Regions from separate parts of the Mus musculus genome. Here region 2 is linked to region 1. Evidence: chromatin contacts called from public HiChIP or PLAC-seq data. All regions are on one chromosome and are shown on one strand. The core of a region is the stretch at or near the end of the contact, and the rest is flanking DNA. Distances in the headings are between cores, read along the strand shown. Region 1 holds the start of Six2 (sine oculis-related homeobox 2). Region 2 overlaps Gm30117 (a long non-coding RNA gene).

The links. HiChIP or PLAC-seq counts read pairs in DNA pulled down with a chosen protein or histone mark.
Region 2: an H3K4me3 HiChIP or PLAC-seq map of craniofacial prominence shows a contact between it and region 1, with 5 times the contacts expected there. The contact joins the enhancer-like site here to the promoter of Six2 in region 1. A contact is called at or near these places in 2 of 39 promoter capture datasets (hippocampal neurons and second pharyngeal arch cranial neural crest), 5 of 484 Hi-C or Micro-C datasets (the CH12 cell line, granulosa cells, muscle stem cells and 2 more), 9 of 115 datasets of contacts at active chromatin or transcription factors (astrocytes, craniofacial prominence, embryonic forebrain and 6 more) and 1 of 9 other capture datasets (embryonic stem cells).

The regions. Positions count from the first base shown.
Region 1 is chr17:85,683,088-85,690,121 of GRCm38.p6, forward strand. It overlaps Six2 (sine oculis-related homeobox 2), which reads right to left and starts at 5,167. Exons shown (of 2, transcript NM_011380.2): 1 at 4,306-5,167; 2 at 1,181-2,426. The coding sequence starts at 4,865. The coding sequence ends at 2,096. It overlaps CJ186046Rik (a long non-coding RNA gene), which reads left to right and starts at 5,407. Exons shown (of 9, transcript XR_001782258.2): 1 at 5,407-7,034.
Region 2 is chr17:85,855,256-85,862,832 of GRCm38.p6, forward strand. It overlaps Gm30117 (a long non-coding RNA gene), which reads right to left. Exons shown (of 5, transcript XR_877085.1): 5 at 6,920-7,577. Among named protein-coding and RNA genes, the nearest start is that of Gm29418, 59 kb to the left of the region's middle. Within about 2 kb of position 3,021, at least 21 of the 459 cell types and tissues checked have an H3K27ac peak or open chromatin away from gene starts, as enhancers often do. A contact at or near this core is called in craniofacial prominence, hippocampal neurons, muscle stem cells and 2 more, where this site is marked.

The DNA.
Region 1 (7,034 bases), core at 3,917-6,416:
CCCCAAGGGCCCAAGGATACGCCTGAGATTGGGATTTCTCTTCAGATCGGAGGTTGGGGGAGTGGGCTTGGTTTAGGCCCAAGTGGAGGAATCCTCCAGGAGTCTTTCCAAGGTTGTATATGTTCCCCTTGAACTCCAAGAGGGTACAAAGGTATAGCCTCTGGAACCAGAACTGGTTATGTTCATCCAACCGTCTGAGTCGTGGGCAAAGAAATTCTTGATAAAAATTTCGAGAGAAGAGTCTTTCTGAGTTTATGAACAAAACAGAAAGTGTCGGTTTTATCGGAAAGGAAAAGTCCCCCTAGGAGCCCAAATCTGCCTCCACCCCTCCATCCCTATCTGCCCAGGGCTGCTACCCTTGAAGTCCCGCCCAGTTATTGCTACTGCGAATCAATACTGAGAAAAGCCTTAACTGTCTCCTCACTGCGTCTTGTCTGCTTTGGATTTGTCTGGACCGGCATGGACTTATTGGGCAAAAGGGGGCTAAAACCCCAGGCCGAAAACAATACTGTAGACTTATTTACAGCTAGAGGGGCAATCGAAGGGAGTCCCTGGGCTGCCGGTGGGAGTCAGTGCACCCACTTTAGCAAGGACAACACAGGCGTGCCGCTGACCGTCCACTCTCTTTTTCCTCCACTGTATCTGGTGTAGGTTGCCGAACTCAGAGACCTTTCCGCCACCGTTAGCCTCTGGGAACATAGGTCTCAGCCACTGCTACTGGTCCTGAGACTCAGCCCACAGTATCATTTCCAGTTCTAGTGACTTCGACCATGCTGAGGAGTCAAAACGTCCCAATTTCCCTTCCAGACTCCACAAGTCCAAACTCATTTAGTACCTCTGCACGCACGCGTTCTCGCCTTCCACAAGCCCAGAGGTGTGTGTTGGGGGTGGGGGTGGGGGGGAAGTCAGGCGCGGGGCTGGGGGTGGGGCGCTCCGGGAGGTGGCTATGGGGAAGCGGAAGTCTGAGAGCTCTGCCGAGAAAAGGGACTGAGGTCTCACGGGAGGAGGTTTCAGAGTTTTCAGTCCTATGCCTTCACCTTGCCGGAGACACACTGAGAAAAGGTCGCTCCAGGTTTCCAGTACTCTGCCCGGTACCCAGACCTTCCCACCCGGAGTATTCAGTCCCTGTAAGGGAAATCAGACGTCGGTACACGCGAGACCACCGGGCCTCGGGGCATATATCCATATATTTATGGTTTCTAATTTTATTATAAAATAAAAGCAGAAATATCTCCCGACGAACATTCACATGAGGGCGTAAAATGGAACAGGCAAGTCTGCGGCTGCGGAGGCACTCTGGGCTGGGAGCACGGAGGTCACAGTCCCAGGAGGAAGAGAAGAACCAGCGAGGTGGGGAAGAGGGAGAGAGAGAGAGAGAGAGAGAGAGAGAGAGAGAGAGAGAGAGAGAGAGAGAGAGAGAGAGAGAGAGAGAAATGAGAATTCAGGTGCTTCTGGGGTGCAGCCTTTCTTGCTCATTTGTTAGTCAGAAGCTGGCACCTTAGGCTCACACTGAGAGGAGGGAGATGTCTTTGAGGACCGAAGACCCAGAATGTCTACCTCCGTTCACATCACGTCGGACTCTTAGAAAGTTGAGAAAGGAACTCAAATAGATGACACCAGAAGGAAGAAAGACTGGGGATACAATGTGAGAAATGAGAGAGAGAGAGAGAGAGAGAGAGAGAGAGAGAGAGAGAGAGAGAGAGAGAGAGATATTTATAAAGGAGGGAAAGAGAAAACGTAAAGCGGGGAGAGAGAAAAAAATGAAATAAACTCGAAAGGAAAGTAGAGGAAAGAAAAAGGAGAGAGAAAGGAGAAGAGATTTTTTAAAAATCGGGGTGGTGGTGGCTTATAATTTATTCCCTTGCCTAGTTCAAGACTCGGTCTCTGGCCTCCAAAGGATCTCAAAAGCAACTTGTTGAAAATGAATCCCCAAAGGATACCGAGCAGACCATTGTCCACTTTGTCCCGCCGCCGGTTCTGCCGCTCCAGCGTGGCAGGGCAGTCTTCCAGTACGCGGCACAGACTCCAGAATCTATCGCCCTCCCACACCGCTTCATCAAGCACGGAAAGCAAGCGCCCGGAGGCGAACAGAGCTCTAGGAGCCCAGGTCCACAAGGTTGGCCGACATGGGGTTGAGTATGGAGTCCTGCAGGCTGTGGTGATGCTGCAGTGGGTCCGCGCCGCCTCCACCGGGCACTGGTACGGGTACTGCGCTCGGGCCCGGAGGGTGGCCCAGGCTGTGCAGGGAAGGCAGCCCAGGGGGCGGCGGCGGGCTGAGCAACAGAGCGGGACTGGACGACGAGTGGTCTGGAGTCCCCGACGGCGTCTTCTCATCCTCGGAACTGCCTAGCACCGACTTGCCACTGCCATTGAGCGAGGAAGCCAGCGGGTTGTGGCTGCTGGAATTGGAGTTCTCGCTGTTCTCCCTGCAAGCGCAGGAGGAAAGGAGCGGGGTCAGGGGGAACCAGGGCCACTCTGCGCTGACCCTCAGGATGCCAGCACCTGGGGCCCCGCTGCGGTTGCTAAAGGGTGTTTGCTGTTTCTACCATTCCCACACTTGACTTCTTGTTCTTAATTGCGTTCTCAAACCCTCAACACTAGTTTTCGCTTGTCCCTCTCCCTGTATCAGCCCATGTCCTTAATGTCATGACTACCTTTCCTGTTCCCAGTATTTCCTGTCCTGTCTCCCACCCCATTCCTTAAGAGAGCTGCGGCACCAAAGTGGGGAGCCTGGAGTTGGGAGAAGTGAGGGAAAATACCGTACAAACGAGCTTTGCTGGGTAGAAGTGGGGAATAGAAGCTTCAGATACAGCGAGCCCAGGCTGAGGGGCCCACTTCGACTTGGGTGAGCACAGGCCTAGTTTCCCTTTGCCTTTCTCTGCGCGAGGGAAACCCCTCCCTACTGAGACTATGATCCCTAATTCCAAGCTGAGCAGGAGCTCATTTGACTGGGCAGAAAGATGGGGCTTTGAGAATGGAGGACTCCTTTTCCCTAGGGGAGAAGGTAGAAGGAAGGGCAGGGTGCTGAGAGCTGGCTCAGATCGTAGGCAGAAACAAGGAGGCACAATCTGTAGCTCTCACCTGGGGCCTAGTCAGGAACCCCAGCCCTTATGGAGCCTGACAGAGGAGAACCCATCGCAGATGAATCCACCTCTTGCCTGCTTTTGCGGACAGTCCCTGACCAGATATGGGTATTTGAAATCCTGGGTAAAACCTATTAGTGGATTCCTAACGGCCATTCTTTCAGATTTCTTGGGGTGGGGGGTGGGGGAATGAGCAAGACATCATCGCCATTCAAAGTCAAACTTGGGGATTTCAAATACCCAGGTCCAGTCTGCAGCTTGCTCTTCTGCCCCTACTGTTCGATACCCTGACCCTGGATCCTTCAAACGGTGTTCAACACATCCACATCACCTAACCCAGGTGTCTTGTTTTGCTGTTCCCCAAGGAGAAATCCGTTCCCATAATCCGTTTCTCTCCGATCTCGATCCCCTAGTTTCCTTGTCCAGATTTAAGCCCAAAGCGGGTTACAGACAGTTACAGGGGTGTCTGTAGCTTAGGTTAGTTTGGAAAGTCTTAGATTCCGATAGAAAAGAAAGCTCCCAGTCTTTCGGCAGATCCCAGTTTACCTCGCACACCCGACTTGCCCATCAAAGAGAGCAGAACCTAAGGAGAGCGAGGTCTTCAAGGGTCTGGCAAGTTCAGGAAAGGCAGGCTGGATTGCCTTCTCTTCCTCAGCAGACATTTCCCCCGGAGGCCTTACATCTTTGGGTCCTTTCTACGCGGGATAACTCCCAACTCTCTTGTGCCCAGCTCTTATGCCCAGACAAGGAATAGGTCTACCTTGCATAGATATTGCAGTCATTACCCAGATAATACTAGGGAGATTCCAACCCCTGCCCTGACCCCTAAAAATCTCTTTGACCTGGAGGTGACGTCCTAAACCCCCTGATCCCCGACGCCCTTGGTTGTTCGAAGATCAGGCCCTAAGCCTACGCTTACCTCGCAGGGAATTCAGGCCCACAGCCCTGCCCTCTCTGAAACTCGCCGTTTTTCCAGTTTAGTCCACAAGCGACTGAGGAATTAGTTACTGAACTTACGCACCGCTTTGCCCGCTTTAGACAAATTCCGGGTCGCTCAGCCTCCAGAAAAGACCTAAGCGCTGTTTTGAGCCAGCCTGAGCTGCGGCCGAGCTTGGTACCCGGGGTCCGGGTGCGATTTAGTCCTGTCCAGGAGCTCCCCATCCTCCCGCACCCGTTTCTCCCAGGACCAGGGAAGCCGGCGCAGATGCTCACTTACTCGTACCTTTCCTTGGCCTCGGCCGCCCTGTCGCGCTGCCGCCGGTTCTTGAACCAGTTGCTGACTTGCGTGGTGGTGAGGCCGGTGGCCTCGGCCAGCTCGCGCTTCTCTCGTGGCGACGGGTAGGGGTTGTGAGCGTACCACTCGCGCAGCACGCTGCGGCTCTTCTCCTTGAAGCAGTAGCTGGTCTCCTCGCCGTCCCAGATGGAGCGGGGCAGCGGGAACTTGCGCCGCACGCGGTACTTGCCCACGGCGCCCAGCGGCCGGCCGCGCAGCTTCTCCGCCTCGATGTAGTGCGCCTTGAGCCACAACTGCTGCAGCTTGGCGTGGTTGTGCGGCGAGAACTGGTGGCTCTCCAGGATTTTGTAGAGCTCGCGGAAGTTGCCCCGGTGGAAGGCCACCACGGCCTTGGCCTTGAGCACGCTTTCATTCTTGTGGAGGTGCTCGCAGGCGGGCAGCGACCACAGGAAGCGACCCAGCCGCTCGATGTTGCCGCCCTGCTGCAGCACCTCGCACACGCACGCCACTTGCTCCTGCGTGAAGCCGAAGGTGGGCAGCATGGACATGGTGGCGGCTGCGCGCCCGCCCGCCCGCGCGCGCCCTCACCGCGCTTCGCGGCCCCGCATGGGCGCCTCCCCGCCGGCCCCGGCCGGCCGACAGGCGGGCGGGGCCCCCTGGCCAGGCGCCGGCTCCCGAGCGACTCCTGAGTCACAACGATCCGTCCTCGCTCCCGCCGCCGGCCCCGCGCAGCTCCGCGCCCCCGCCGCCCGCGCGCCTCGCCCGCGCCCAAGCCCGGAGGCCGCCCGGGGCGCCGCTCCGCATGCTCCGCGCCCGCCCGCCGCTCGCTCGCCGGCTCCTCGCTCGTTCGCTCTCCCTCCCGTCTAGCTCGCTTGCAGCTTTTTTAATAATATTATTCTAAGCGGGCATGAGGCGCGGCGGCCCGCGCCCTGATTGGTCGGGTTATCTGACCCGGGGCCTGCCCGCGCCAGACAATAGTCGAGTCAAATTATTCGCCATGGAGACGCTGTCAGTCACCGGTAACCCGAGCCCCGGCGGCCCGGGCGGCTCCCACCCCCGCCCCCCTCGGCCAGCTCCGCTGACAGATCGCCCCGGCTCTGCACAGAGCGGAGGTTGGCCGAGACGGGAGCCCCAGGCACTCCCAGAGCCCGGGAGGCGGAGAGGAGCCGGGCTGGGGCCCCGAGACGGCGGTGATTGACGGGGCGGACGCCCAAAGAGCAGAGGAGGAGGAGGACCCCGAAGGAGGGGGCTGGGTGGGGGCCCTCGAAGAAAAGAGGAGGACCGAAGTGGGGAAGGAAGGGAGTAGAAGGGAAGGCGGAGGACCGTTTAAGGGGGTGCCTTTCAGGAAAGGAAAAGAGGGGGACAGAAGGAGCCTTCAAGAGAAAAAGTGTGAGACACCCCTCCCTTTTTTTTTAAATAAGAGGCGTCGCAACAGCCTCACCCAGGCTTCGCCAGGTGCTCCAGCTCCGGCTGGGTCACTGCGTCGCTCGGAAGGTCGCAGCTGACAGGCAGAGACACTAACCCAGGAGGAGGTCAGTGGGATGGAGAGTTTGGATTCTCTTAGGGGGCCTCTGAAAGGCTTGGCTTTTCTAGCTGACAACACCCCACCCCCATGCAAGAAACCCGGGACCCGAGATGTCTATCCCCTAGGGAAAGGGGGAGGAGGTGGGGAGAGAAGTCAGAGATTTGGCAGTGGCCGCAGCTGGACGCCTGAGAATCAACTTCCCGGAGGATCCCGCCTTTCCTTCCTTTCGCAGCAGGCTGCTTGCCCCGCGGCCGGTACCGCCCCCACTCGGCGCGATCTGCTCCTCGCCAGGCGGGGACTCAGACTTAACCCCACGGGGCCCAGGACCCGAGAAACTCCCGGCAGTCTCGTGTGGCCTTTACGGAAGTTGAATCTTGCAAGGGCGGCGACACAAAACAGGGGAGCCCGCATAGACCCGCAGACTGCCCCGGGGAGCCCAGGGCAGCGTGTGTAGGGTAATTGTCGCACTTCCCGGGGTGGGGGTGAGGTGCACAGAAGAGACTGGATTTACCAGCTTCCTGTCTCCCTACTTCTGGGCTCGGGTTCCTGGTCTCTTCTGCCTGAGAACCCAGCGCTAAGTTCCGGCAAGATTGGCCTTAGAAAGTGGGTAGGAGGAGCCCTGCTTTTTGTTTCTTTGTCAGAACTCCCCCAGAACATACGAAGTGCTGGTCCTTTGGAAAAATCCAAGCAATAGAAGGTTAGGGGTGCACTGGAGGGGTGGGGTCAGGGACATCCCTGAAGTTTCCAGAGTTTGAAAGGCCCACGGCTTATTTCTTGGCAAGGCTTGTCCTTTGGGCATCCATTCCGCCCTTTCCCACCCAGCTGCAAGCTCCTAGTGACATTCAATGCCAAGATCCAAGGAGGCACAGACCATGCTAAAACCTCTAGACCTCGTTTTGTTAACAACCCTGTCAGCTTTCTAAGGCGATGGAGAGGCAGATATTGAAAATGGAGTCCCGAGCCTAAGCGTTGGTTTCTGGTTGCTGGTTGTTTATGGGTAAGGTACATATTTATTTATTTAAGGATCCAGCATCATTTCCCAAACTTCCCCTCTGCTCCAGAATGCCACAAGTCTTTCTGTGATGATGTAAGCATGGGAGAGATGAGCACTGTGGCTTTCCCTAAGACTTTAGCTCTGGGAGCCCTGTCCTTTATCTTGAGTTGAAAACAGAAGACTGCCTAAGTTGGTGCT
Region 2 (7,577 bases), core at 1,771-4,270, 170 kb after region 1:
CAACCAAAATTTTATGGTGGGTTTTGGATTGACTAAGTTAGATAAAAGGTAAGCAAAATTCACTCCCCCCCCATGAACTTAATTTATAACTCCAATAATGTGTGTTTAAGTACACACATATACACAGAAACGCATATACAAAAACATGTAAGTACACAGAGAGAGACACATGTATACACACACACACACACACACACACATACACACACACACACACAAACACACACTAGCCACTGGCTTGGTGTGATCCCCAGGACCCATGTGAGTGAGAGGAGAGAACCAGCCCCTATAAGGCACCCTCCAGCTACACACACACACACCACACACACACACACACATCCTGCCACACAGACACATATCCTGCCACACAGACACACAAAATAGACAAACAAATGGGAAATTTTTTTAAATCTTTGTCTTTTCAAGGTACAGTAACAATATTTTGATTTTTTAACTTTTCCAGAGCACATTAGGTAAAATAAGGTACTTCTGTATGAGAACAAAATGATCAGACATAGTTAAGTTTCAGGCAAGTCTGTTTCTTGGAACTTTCGAATACAAATGTGTGCAATGACCACAAACAATTTTCTCTTAGTCAGCCAGCCAATTTTGATCTAACTGAATCTGCTCTAGGTCATCAGCAAGGATGTTTGAAGTGATTTGTTGTGCAGCGGGGAAGGGTTGATGCAGAAGGAATTGAAGAAGGTAGAGTTGAGGGTCACTGCTATACCTTCCTTCATGCCTTCCTTGTAGCTCACGAGCACAGTTTCTCGGTCTGTGTATTACTTAGGGGACAATAGAACAGAGGCATGACACCATCTCAGGTGGATTCGAGGTTCCTGGAATACAGTCAGCTTGGCAAACTGGCAAAAGAAATCCCTCCTGTGTAAAGGCAAGTATATCTCTAGTGCCATTGTATTTTAATTATTTATTTAAATTTCTATTATTATAGAATTTTGACCAGTTGCAAAAATTGTCTGATTTAATACTTGAGAAAATGTTTAACACAGAGAACTTTGCATCATAACATATTTGTCATGTTAATTTTATGAAATACACATATTTTTATTACAAAGACTATAAAAATCATCAACAGGTTGCCATGAAACTGTGTGTGGGCGTGGCTATGTAGATTAGGGAGGGTGGGAGTGGGTATGCAAATTAGGGAGGAAGGGACCTACTGTGAGCTGAGGATGAAAGGACTTGGCCCTGGGTTTAAAGAGGTAACTGTGGATTAATACTCAGTCACTGTGCTGCCCATAGCCCATTGGCCACATTCAAAAAGAAATACTACAGTTTTAATTCATAACTGAATTTTCCATAAATCAGAAATTCTACTGCTTGCAATTACTATTTGCGTTTGTGATAAACAAACAAACAAACAAAAATCCCCCAAACCAAAACCACGCAAGAGTCTGTGCATCTGAGTGTGCTTAGCTTAGCCCTCCCCTCACAAGATCTAAATAACTTTAAAATAACTTTAAAAGTCCCACAGCCTTTACATATTCTTAAAATTTCAATCTCTTTAAAATATCCATCTCTTTTAAAATCCAAAGTCTTTTTACAATTAAAAGTCTCTTAACTGTGGGCTCCACTAAAACAGTTTCTTCCTTCAAGAGGGAAAATATCAGGGCACAGTCACAATCAAAAGCAAAAGTCAATCTCCAACCGTCCAATGTCTGGGATCCAACTCACGATCTTCTGGGCTCCTCCAAGGGCTTGGGTAACTTCTCCAGCCAGGCCCTTTGTAGCACACGCATCGTCCTCTAGGCTCCAGATGCCTGTACCCCAGGCATCTGGAGCTAATTGGCCTCAGTGGGTTAAAGGAATAAATATAAGAGAGTCCAGAGTCGGAAGGGGGATGGGAAGGGGTTCCTGGGGGAAGGGGGAGGGGGGAGAAGGGAGGGAATAGTTATAATGGAGGTGTGCCTTTTGTTGTTTTGTTCTGTTCTGTTGTTTATTTTCTGGAGAGAGAGAGAGAGAGAGAGAGAGAGAGAGAGAGAGAGAGAATGAATGGAGTCCAGTGGTTGGAGAGGTGGAGAGGATTGGGGGGGATGTAATCTGAATATACTATAAGAATTTTCAATAAAAAGATACATTGTACATATGTGTGGAATTTTCAAAGAATAAACAAAAGTTCGAAAGAAAAGAAAAGAAAACATTGCTCATTAAATTTAACTTTTTACTTCATCCCAAGACTAAAGAAATCCTCTTAGGGGAGAGCTGGTTCACTTTAAGACACAGTAGCTCAATCTATCCAGTGTCTTCAGGCTCGAATCCCCCCTTCCATCTAATTTAACCTTCCTGCTGAGAGCCATAGGCTCAAATTCTCAGATTCTCTTCTGATACTGGGTTTGCCTTGTTGCGCACATGCTCACAACATAACACTGTAAATATAAAACCGGGTCTCTCATTGATTAATGTGCCCAACAACAGTTTCTCGTGGGTAGCATTTTTCTTCTGGGTACTATAAAAAATAATTAGGAGCTAACATTTCATTCAATAGCAGTTTCAATCATTCATTAGGCTTATTAAGTAGACACCAAAACCTTAAAAAAAAATAAAATGAATTAAGCTTCACAGTATAAGAGAAGGGCTCCGACAGCAGAGAAAGATGTCCTGGAAGCTCTCTCTGTGGGCGCAAACAAGTGTAGCTGCCACTAATTCTTCTTTTCCTTGCCTGGAAGCCTTGCACGTTCTAGACAACCACCGACTTCTCTGTCAGGGTTCAAAAAGTGAATGAAAAAATAAAACTAACCTGACACCATTTTTTGCCCATGATGTCATTTTCTGTCTCCCAAAGCCCGTGGGACTGATTTTGATGTCAGGGTGCGTAACTCCGCAGTGACAGCCCCAAACGTATTTGAAGAGGAAAATAACCTTTCAGCTCCACCGCGCTCGTTTTCCCTCCGTGAAGACAAATATAGCTTGGGCTGAAATCACTTAGTGTCAATCAAGGTAACCAGATCAGCTCAGCGTTAATAATGAATTTGATCACGTGCCCCCGCGGAGCGCAACGTGTGAGCTGGCCGAGCGCTGCTTCCATGTGACACCCACGGTTCCTCCAGCCCAGCTGGGAAGCAACAGGGTAATTTAATCTGCCACCCACTCTAATTGCTAAACTGAGAGAATTATCAGGGTTGCCAGAAAGGGGCCTTCAGAGCACAGGGTCCAGGCGTGGTTGCTAGCCCACAAACTGCAAACTGGGTCATTGTAAGGGATCTTTTAGGGTCTAAAGCTTGTATAAATTGAAATTTCTCTTTAAGGTAAAACAAAAAACAAAACCAACAACAAAACAAACAAACAAACAAACAAAAAACAAACAACCAAACAACCAAACAAACACACAAAAAACCCAGCAGAACAGAACATGAGAAGCAGGACCTCGAAGTGGCTCCATGCAAGCAGACACCTGCAAGCTCAAGTTCCTGGGCATCAGGTGAAGCCACCTCTGGTTGTCATGGAAACCAAGAGATTATTAGATTCCTGTCTGTGCCCTGGATTGTGGATTGTCTGATTCCATGGCGGTATATGCTCTCTGCTCTTGTGGAACTGCTTGGACTTTACTACAATTTCTGAGGTCAGGATGAATTATTATATCATATCATATCATATCATATCATATCATATCATATCATATCATATCATATCATATCTTATCATATGGCAAGCTACTGCCAATTGCTTCACCCATCTGATTTCAGACTGGCCCCAATCTCCAGCTAGTATGCTCCCGTTAGCCCTCTAGATTACCAACTTTTAAAAGTTAAGGGTACATTTCAAATTCCTTTATATCCTCCTACAACCCTCAGCAAACCTCTGAAGAGAACAACCATGGGCCCTACCACCCAAAGCCAAGTGAGCAGAACAACAGTTAGCGGAGGCCAGCCAAGCACTTAGCCTTTAGGCAACTCAAATCCTGCCTGTCCAATTTGGGATTTTTAAGCCAACTAAAATCACTCTCAGCACAAATGAGAAAAGTCAAACCGAATGTATTTCCTGGGATGTCATATTGGTTCAACATTTCAAAACAGGGCTCAATTAACAAACCAAAGAGAGAGAGAGAGAGAGAGAGAGAGAGAGAGAGAGAGAGAGAGAGAGAGAGAGAGAGAATCTATGATCATCTCAACAGAGGCAGGAAAACCATTTAATGAAACATAACACACACAGCAAACCAACTCCTACAAGCTGGGAAGACTTTTTCCCCCCTCGAGACGGAATGTCAGCTAGGACCTCAGAGATGAAATACTGCAATTACTGCCCCTGGCATCCACAGTGAGAAGGAACACCCATTACGATGAAGTCATACTGATCTGGATGGAAGTCCTAGACAAGTCAAAGCGAAGGAAAAGAAGTAAAATATAGAGATGTGACTCTAGACTGCTAGGATTGGCATACAATAAAGTTATGTTCCTAGAAAGTTTGGGAGACCCATCCGGAATAGAGCACGGACAGGGAGCAGAGTTGGTTCAGTTAGATGCTCAGATGCCATACTAACATCTTAACATTCCAGCTTACTTCTGTTCTACAATAATTGGTGCAAAACCTCACCAAAAAAAGGCCTACTGTGAAAAGGCCACAGCTGCAAAAACACTTGGAGGTACTCAGGATCCAACTGAAGAAAAATGATAAAAAGTTTTATCAAAAGATATTCAGGAAAACCCAAAATAGTGAAGGAAGTGTTTGTGTGCCCGATTTAAAAGATGCTCACTGCCCTTAATCACTCAAGATCAGCTCAGAGCAGGACTTCTCAAAGGATGTATAAAGAGGGTCTAGCATTCCTCTAGATAGGGAATGGCAGACTGTGTAAGCACGTTTGCCAGGGAGGAGCACTAACAGAGAACATGCTGTTCCCAGCTTCCGAAACAGCCCCGGAGAAGCTGGCTCAAGGCTGGGTGAGAAGAAGACACAGAACACACACTGTATGACCTTAAATGACATGGGATGGCACAAGGCATGGAAGCATAGCTCTTCGGTTTTCCCTAACTCCACCGTGAGAACCGAGCTTGAGTGGCAGCCATGGTGAGCGGTCAGGGGAAACCTCCAGGAGATAGAAAGTTCTCAGCGGTGTTTTCCAGCATAGACGTCCCCAGGCACTACACTGCCAAATTTCAGGATGGCTTTACAAGCCACATTACCCAGACCTCTATCAAGTTCAATTTCTGCTGTGTTTCTATCATGCCCAATGCTGCACTAAACACAAAGAAAATGATGAGAAGCAGACACAACACGCTTGGCACTAAATCCACACAAACAGGCCATGTGGGATGCCTGGCTATCATCATCAATCATCCTTACGCCCGTCTTGTGCCGGACCACTTGAGAACAGCAAGAGAGCATGCTCTCTCCTTTTGAGTTCTCTTTTCAAAATGTCAGACATTTGTATTCATCCACTCAGAGGAGTGGAGCGGGACAAACCCAGCCATTGTCTGCCACCCTATCAAAACAAGGACACAACATGGAACCAAATATCACTCCTAAGGAGGCTACCCAGCCTCGTGATGCCCAGCTTGTGTGAGTAGATGGGACCAGATCAACAGCAAACCCTCAGCCAGTCTCAGCCTGTGACTGTGGGGCAGACACTGTGATGTGCACAGTAGATTGCTAAACAACAACAAAACCAAAACCAAAACCAAAACCAAAACCAAAACCAAAACCAAAACCAAAACCAAAACCAAAACCAAAACCAAAACCAAACCAAAAAACAAAACATCTTAAACTTCTCATTTCAACCTAACACACGGGAGTCTTAGGAACGAAAGGGAAGAGGAGGGAGAGGGCCCTTGGAGAACTCTTTTTCTGATCAAATAGGACCGTTGCTGCTGCTGCAGAGGCTGCAGAGAAACTCTGCTTTTGCAAAGGCCAGTGCCATTCACAGCCTGAGGAGGGCCTGTAAGACGATTTTCTTGTTAAAACTTTCCTTTCTAACTACAAGGTTAAAACTACAGCAAAGTTGGGTGAGAGAGGTTTTCAACAAAAGTGTCTTTTAAACAGAGGCAGGTGGGGAGATTTGCAGGCGGGACTCCCCCCCCCTGAACTCCAATGTCCTTTAATTACAGTAACAGTATGGCAATCTGCAACACCTTTCATGTGAAGTGATCAAAAGCCATTTTTGCCACACTCCCGCTTTTATTTATATGAAGAAAATCTCTTCAGATTTCAGTGAAGAGGTGAGATTTATTACATATTTGCATCAAAGCTACCAACCCATATACCTGACAGCAAGTCATATTTTACCAAAAATGAAGCCTTAAAATTTTACTGTCATAGGCTCCCCATCCCCGGCTGTGTTTTGAACATTCCTGCCTAGCTTGCCAAGAGGGACGGCGCCTTGAACTTTCCTGACCCGATTGTGTCAAACGCATCTTCCATGTGCTTCGTACCTTGCCTGGGTTCTTTTTGACAATCGTGTCTGAAATTTAAGAAATTCTCCACCGGGAAAAAAAAAATCCTCCCAATTTGGCACATGCTTTCCACTCACATCTGGAGCAAGACACAGAAGCTGACCTCCCAGTTTGGCTGCCTCTTTCTGACAGAGTGTCGGGGAATGCCCATCTCCCGACCTAGGAGCTCGCTCTCCTGGGTCCCAGCCAGTCCTTCATTCTTATCTAATCATTGTCTGCCATTTAGAGGTCTCTCATCCCCTTGGGGGCTCAGAGTCCTTGAATACACTAGAGACTCCAGCTATAGCAAGAACCTACAAATATTTTATCAACCAAACTAGTTCCCCAGCAGGGTTCAGGGTGCTGTGACCCACACCTTCAGGCCTCTCCTTATTGAAGTCAGATGGCACCATAGAGAAAGAACAGGAATATGCTAAATGCTGGGGCCCAGAGATACAATTCGCAGAGCATCCCAAGTGTCATAGTTAGGATTTTTATTGCTATGAAGAGAGACTGTGACCGTGACAACTCTGATAAAGGAAAACATTTAATTGGGGCCGGCTTACAGTTTCAAAGGTTTAGTCTATTATCATCACGGTGGGAAACGCGGCAGTATGAAGCAGTCCGGCCATGGTGCTGAAGATGGAGCTGAGAGTTCTACATCTTGATCCACAGGCAGTGGAAGTGAACTGACTTGAGCTTCTGAGATATCAAAGCTTGTCCCCACAAGGACAAAGTTCCTCCAGCAAGGCCACACCTATCCCAATAAGGTCACACCTCCTAATAGTGCCACCCCCTCTAGGCACGTGGGGCATTTTTATTCAAGCGACCAGATCTGCAGCCAGGCTTCTGAATCACTGGTTATCTAGTCTCTGGACAGTCCACAGCTGTAGACACTGCTCATGGGCTATGGGAGTAAATACTCTCCCTTCTTACAGGTGACAGCATGAGGCATGATTGCTAGCTAGTTCCATAATGGCAAAGATGTGACTGCTGTCCAGAGCAGCATGGGAAAGAGCTGTGGTCAACCAGTAGTGTCCTTCATGAGCAACAGGGAGAAAGGCATTGGGGGCTCCCCTCAACTGACTCTAAGACAAGAAGGAGACCCCATAGGGAGGGACTTAGGCACTGATACAGAGCAGTCCTACTGGTCAAGCAGACAGGATGGTTCAAAAGACATCTAGCTCTTCTCTT